Regions from separate parts of the Mus musculus genome. Here region 2 is linked to region 1. A link is a contact called in public HiChIP or PLAC-seq data. All regions are on one chromosome and are shown on one strand. Each heading gives the region's core, a stretch centred on a gene start, on an enhancer-like site or on the middle of the called end of the contact. The rest is flanking DNA. Distances are from core to core; before and after follow the strand shown. Region 1 holds the start of Tysnd1 (trypsin domain containing 1). Region 2 holds the start of Dnajc12 (DnaJ heat shock protein family (Hsp40) member C12).

The links. HiChIP or PLAC-seq counts read pairs in DNA pulled down with a chosen protein or histone mark.
Region 2: an H3K27ac HiChIP or PLAC-seq map of thymic regulatory T cells shows a contact between it and region 1, with 8 times the contacts expected there. The contact joins the promoter of Dnajc12 here to the promoter of Tysnd1 in region 1. A contact is called at or near these places in 1 of 39 promoter capture datasets (pre-B cells), 1 of 484 Hi-C or Micro-C datasets (CD4 T cells) and 1 of 115 datasets of contacts at active chromatin or transcription factors (thymic regulatory T cells).

The regions. Positions count from the first base shown.
Region 1 is chr10:61,693,972-61,696,954 of GRCm38.p6, forward strand. Tysnd1 (trypsin domain containing 1) reads left to right here and starts at 1,543. Exons shown (of 4, transcript NM_027912.1): 1 at 1,543-2,771. The coding sequence starts at 1,600.
Region 2 is chr10:63,385,178-63,388,160 of GRCm38.p6, forward strand. Dnajc12 (DnaJ heat shock protein family (Hsp40) member C12) reads left to right here and starts at 1,386. Exons shown (of 5, transcript NM_013888.3): 1 at 1,386-1,598. The coding sequence starts at 1,521.

The DNA of each region.
Region 1 (2,983 bases), core at 293-2,792:
CGCTTCATTCCAGTTCTGTCTGCCTCAACCGCTGTTTGCCCTTATTAGGTAGGTTTGTGACACAGGAGCACTGGAAGCATTAGGTGTGAGGCTGGGAAAGCAGCAGCAGTGTTAACTCCATTCCCAGAAGTCTCACTGAACATTAATACATCCTCTAATCCCAGCACTCTAGAGGCAGAGGCAGGCCGATTTCTGAGCCAGCCTGGTCTAGAGTGATTTCCAGGACTGCCAGGGCTACACAGAGAAACCCTGTCTCGAAAAACCAAGCCAAACCAAACCAAAAACCATTAATATACTTTAGAGAGATTCATGAAGTCTCTCCAAACATACCTGTTCATGCCCACCTGTCCTTGGAAAGTGAGGAACTTTTTAATACTATATTTTATGTGTACGTGTTTGCCTGCCTGAGTCATGAGTTCAGGGGACAGCAGATGCCAGACGAGAGTATTGAATATCCTGGAATTATAATTACAAGCAACTGTAAGGTACCATGTGGGTGCTGGGAACCAAACTAAGGTCCATGCTTAGAGCTGTAAGTGCTTAGAGCTCTTAAGTGCTGAGCCCTCCTCTCCAGTCTTGATTTTTACACTTGTAAATGGTGGAGGAGATGAGCTGTTATGAAATTCGAATTACGAGACTGGGTTATATGCTGAATATTTGGAAGTGATGATTTTATAGCCCACAAAACCTGAACTAGTTCAGTCTGTACTTTCAAAGTATTTGCCCTGACCTAACATAAATCCGGAGTGGTGGTTAGACATGTCGTGTGAAAGGTTGTATAATACATGGTTAAATAACCCATGGGTAAAGTAAAACTGTAATCCCTGGACTCTAGGGAGGATGTAGGCAGAAGAACTGCCGAAGTTCGATGCCAGTGTGGGCCAAAAAGTGGCACCCTGTGCCACTTTCAAAACAATTTATGTATTTAGGAATTTTAGTAACTGTCCTAGGAGCAATTTTGTGAGTCGCATGCCCCCTAGTGGATTGTTGTAGGATTTACAAAATTTTTTAAGTAGATCGGGGTTTGGTGGCTTGGGAGGTAGAAACTGGTAGATCCCGAGTTCGAGGCCATCCTAGTCTGCAGCTCGAGTTCCTGCACCAAGCAGAGAAACCCTATCTCGAAAATCCAGAATAAACACATGTATGTATGAATGTACGTACTGAATCAACCAAGGGTTCCCTTGGCCCATATTGTTCCACTGTCAAGAGACGGAGGTTGCTTACATCCGTGCAGTGGCTGTAGGGTACAGTTAGATGCCGGTCAAGTACGAGATTCGACTGGGGAGTGTCGCCCTTGTCGGTTTCCCTGTGACGCTTCACGTCTGTGTCTCAGGAGGTTTCTTTTCACCTCTTCCCCCGCCCCTCCACCCCGCCACCCCAAACCCAAGGATTCCTAGGCTGGCTAAATTAAGAGGGCGGGGAAAGGAGGATTAGCAAACGAGGAGTAGCATCAATAGCCAATCAGGACTCGGCGCTGTGCCCAACCAATAAGAGCGGTCGCTTGAGGTTTAGCCAATCGGGCTCGGCAAGGAGGCCTGAGTCAGAGTTTGCGCCAGTCGCCCTGTGGTGACAGCCGTTGTGCGACGTCTTGGGGAAGCCATGGGGCGGCAATGGGGACCCTCTATGAGAGTGGCGGAGCAGGCGGGCTGCGTGGTGAGCGCCTCGCGGGCCGGACAGCCTGACGCGGGCTCGTGGAGCTGCAGCGGGGTGATTCTGAGCCGTAACCCAGGCCTAGTGCTGTGCCACGGAGGCATCTTTACCCCCTTCCTGCGGACGGGCAGCGCGGCGCTGACCCAGACGGGCACCGCCTTCCTGCCGGGCGACAGTTGCAGCGATGACCTACGTCTCCACGTGCAGTGGGGACCCACGGCTGCCAGCCCTGCCGGTCGCGCGGATCAGGAACTCCCGGGGCTGTGCACGCCTCAGTGCGCAAGCCTGGGCCTCGAACCCGGCGCCCCGAGCCGGGCCCGCGCGCGGCCTCTGCAGCCCCCGCGACCAGCGCAGCTGCTGTTGCTGCTCAGCTGCCCGGCCTTCCGCTCGCATTTCGCTCGGCTCTTCGGGGCCGATGCGGTCGATCAATGGCACTTCGTAAGCTCGGCGCCCGACGATGCGGTTTCGGAGGAGGAAGAGGAGGACCAGCTGCGCGCGCTCGGCTGGTTCGCCCTGCTGCGGGTGCAGCGGGGCGCGGCGGCGGAGGAGAGGCGCGGACCGGTGGTGACCGTGGCACCGCTCGGGGCCGTGGTCAAGGGCGCACCGCTGTTGGCTTGTGGCTCTCCGTTCGGTGCCTTCTGCCCGGACATCTTCCTCAACACGCTGAGCCGCGGCGTGCTCAGCAACGCGGCCGGGCCGCTGCTGCTCACCGACGCGCGCTGCCTGCCGGGCACGGAAGGCGGCGGAGTGTTCGCCGCTCGACCTGCGGGTGCGCTGGTGGCTCTGGTGGCCGCGCCGCTCTGCTGGAAGGCCCGCGAGTGGGTGGGCCTCACGCTGCTGTGCGCCGCCGCCCCGCTGCTTCAGGTTGCCCGCTGGGCGCTCGCCCGTCTGCACCCCGGCTCCGCTTCCCTGTCTGTGCTGCTGCCGCCACCCGATGTGAGCACGCCACGGGGCCTGCCTCTGCGCGATCTCGGACCCCCGTGGGCGGCCGCGGCGGTGCTGGTGGAGTGTGGTACCGTGTGGGGCTCCGGAGTGGTCGTGGCGCCTCGCCTGGTGGTCACCTGTCGCCATGTGGCACCCCGGGAAGCAGCCAGGGTGTTGGTACACTCCGCTACACCCAAGTAAGACTCAGGACTGCCCGCCCTCACCAGGCCCCCAGTGTTAGAGACCTCAGTTCATATTTGACAACCAGGACTCCAGTGAGGGGATCTGGGCCTCTTGATAGGGCCCAGCGAAGCTTGAGCAAACTGCCAGGCACAAGCGACTCTTAGCGCGGGGACCCGTGGGACTATGGGCAGCAGCAGGTAGGACTGGGTGACTTTGAGCCCTTTAG
Region 2 (2,983 bases), core at 136-2,635, 1.7 Mb after region 1:
AACCGCCCCAAATTACATGCTATTTTAGACACTTGGAAAAGTATCTTTCTAATTGACCAAATCTTAAAAACTTGCTTCACATTTTCTTCTGTCTCTTAAAAAAATAGGTTAAAAAAAAAACTATCCAAGTAACAGAGGTACAATAAATTAGTAACAGTTTTACACTAAATTGTCAAAACTGACTTCCGATTAGCTAATAGGAAAAAAAAAAATCACCATGTCAATACTCAAACTCCACCGAGGCACATAGGACCTCACAGAGACTGTGAGAGCACACACAGGCCTGTCCGTGTTCAAGCCAGATGAGGTCCCAGCACTGAGAGGGGAAGTAGAGATGGCCTCCCATCCCTAACCAACAAGCCATCTTCAGTTGATATCATCAAGGAAAAAGTAGTTCTCTGTAGCGGGGTCTCACTGGGTATATTAGGCACACTTAAGGGTGGGCTCCGTGCCCAGCAGGAAACGGGTAACACAGAACAAACTCAATGGTATTTTTTAAAAAAGATTTATTTATTTATTATATGTAAGTACACTGTAGCTGTATTCAGACACACCAGAAGAGGGCATCAGATCTCATTATGGATGGTTATGAGCCACCATGTGGTTGCTGACAATGGTATTTTTTAAAGCCTTTTTGTTTTATATTGCATAAAAAAAAATTACTGGCCTTCTGCTGGTATGTTATGGTTTCCCAGTTTGTGTTTTTAATTTTTTTTAAAGATTAATTCATTCATTTTATATATGTGAGTACACTGTAGCTGTCTTCAGACACATCAGAAGAGGGAGGGCATCAGATCCCATTACAGATGGTTGTGAGCCACCATGTGGTTGCTGGGAATTGAACTCAGGACCTTTGGAAGAGTAGTCAGTGCTCTTAACCGCTGAGCCATGTCTCCAGCCCGTGTTTTTAATTTTATAGATTTTGTTTGCATGTGTTTCTTCCATTATTTTTCTCTAAATTCTTTTATTTTAGTTTTTAAAATTTGTTTTCTAACGAGAGAAGGGGGAAAAAAAAAGGCGAGATGTTGGGTGAGTGAAGGAGAGGGGAGGATCTGGGAGGAGTTGGGACCGGGGAACCATAATCAGAATATATATTGTATGAAACAAATTTTTTCAATGAAAGCAAAAAGTAAAGAGCAAACCAAACCAAACCAAAACAACATCAACGACAAACAATAGCATCACCAGCAGCAGCAGCAGCAGCAGCAGCAGCAGCAGCAGCAGCAGCAGCAGCAGCAGCAGCAACAACAACAACAACAACAACAACAACAACAACAAAACACAACAGCAACAAAAAACCCAACAGCAACAACAAACCCCAAACTACAGATCCCAGCAGCCCCGCATGGCAGGCTCGATCCTGGGCAAACAGCCAATGAGAAGCTGTGTTTGCAAAGGGCTGGCTTGACGTCTGGGTGCTCGCTGGTTTGGAAAGTCCTGCTGAAATGTAAAGAGCTTTGCTGTCGCCCCGGAGCTCACAGTGTCGGTGGCGTCGGAGAGGACTGACTCATCCGCTGTAAATGGACGCGATACTGAACTACAGGCCGGAGGGCAGCGAGGACTACTACGCCTTGCTGGGATGCGATGAGCTCTCCTCGGTAAGCAGGGTTGCAGGTTCTCACCAGGTCGCCTTTGAGATCAGCCACGTCTCCTGGAACTCCAACCTCGTACCATTTGGAAGGAGTTTCGGCTCGGAGAAAGTGAAGGATTAAAATGCTTGCTGGTTAATTTGAGGAAAGGACTCCGAACTTCAAAGTATTAGCTGGGAGAGGGACCACATACAGTTTTTATTTATTTAGAGCAGCGGTTCTCAACCTGTGGGTTGCTACGGACTTGGGGTCGCATATCAGATATCCTGCACATCAAATATTTTTAATTACAATTCATAAACGCAGCAAAATTACAGTTATGAAGTAGCAACGAAATAATTTTATGGTTGGGGGTTACCGCAACGTGAGGAACTGTACTAAAGAGTCGCAGCATTAGGAAGGTTGAGAGCCACTGCCTAAGTAAAGGCTGCGATTTAGAGCTCAGGAGGCGGGGCCCCCTGTCTGTAGTCTCCTCGTTCAGAGAAAGTCTCATGGATTTTATAGTACCATTATAACCTCAAATGGTATTAAATACCATTATAATTTCAAATCAAATCAAGTTAGATGTCATATCTGGTGGGAGATTTTTCTTTTAAAGAAAGTAATGCTTCCCTTAGACATCATATACTTGAGACAAATGTGTTATTCTTTTTTTTTTCGAGACAGGGTTTGTCTGTATAGCCCTGGCTGTTCTGGAACTCACTTTATAGACCAGGCTGGCCTCGAACTCAGGAATCCGCCTGCCTCTGCCTCCCGAGTGCTGGGATTAAAGGCGTGAGCCACCACGCCCAGCCAAATGTGTTATTCTTTTAAAGACTTATTATTTTTGTTTTATGTGCATGCATGCATGCCTGTATGTATATATGTATGTGCATTTGGGTTCTATTTGGCTGAGTAGGGATACTTACTCTGTCATATAGCCTGCATTACTTTTTTGTTTGTTTTGTTTTGTTTTTGTTTTTGAGACAGAGTTGGCTTGGAACTCACCATCTCAGCATGTAGATCAAGTTGGCCATGGTTCACAGACATAACTTGCCTCTGCCTCATAGGTGATGGGATTAAAGGCATGTGCCACCATGCTTAGCCACAAAGCCAATTTTTTTTTAAACATCGATAGTTATAATTAGTTTAAAGAAATATCCTACTACACATACATTTTTATTTAAAAATTATGTTTTATTCGTTGAACCTTTGTATGTTGGGTTGGACCAGATCTTTGGTTCAAGAGTCACTTAAGACACCAAGATGGATGACCTGTGTACTGTAATTCTAAGGGCCGATCCCCCAAATAAAACAAACAAAACCAACCCCCCAAAACTATGCTTACTGCAGTCCCTTTTGCATGACAGTTCCTTAGTTCTTACTCTGAATTAAGCCTTGCTTTGGCTTCATTG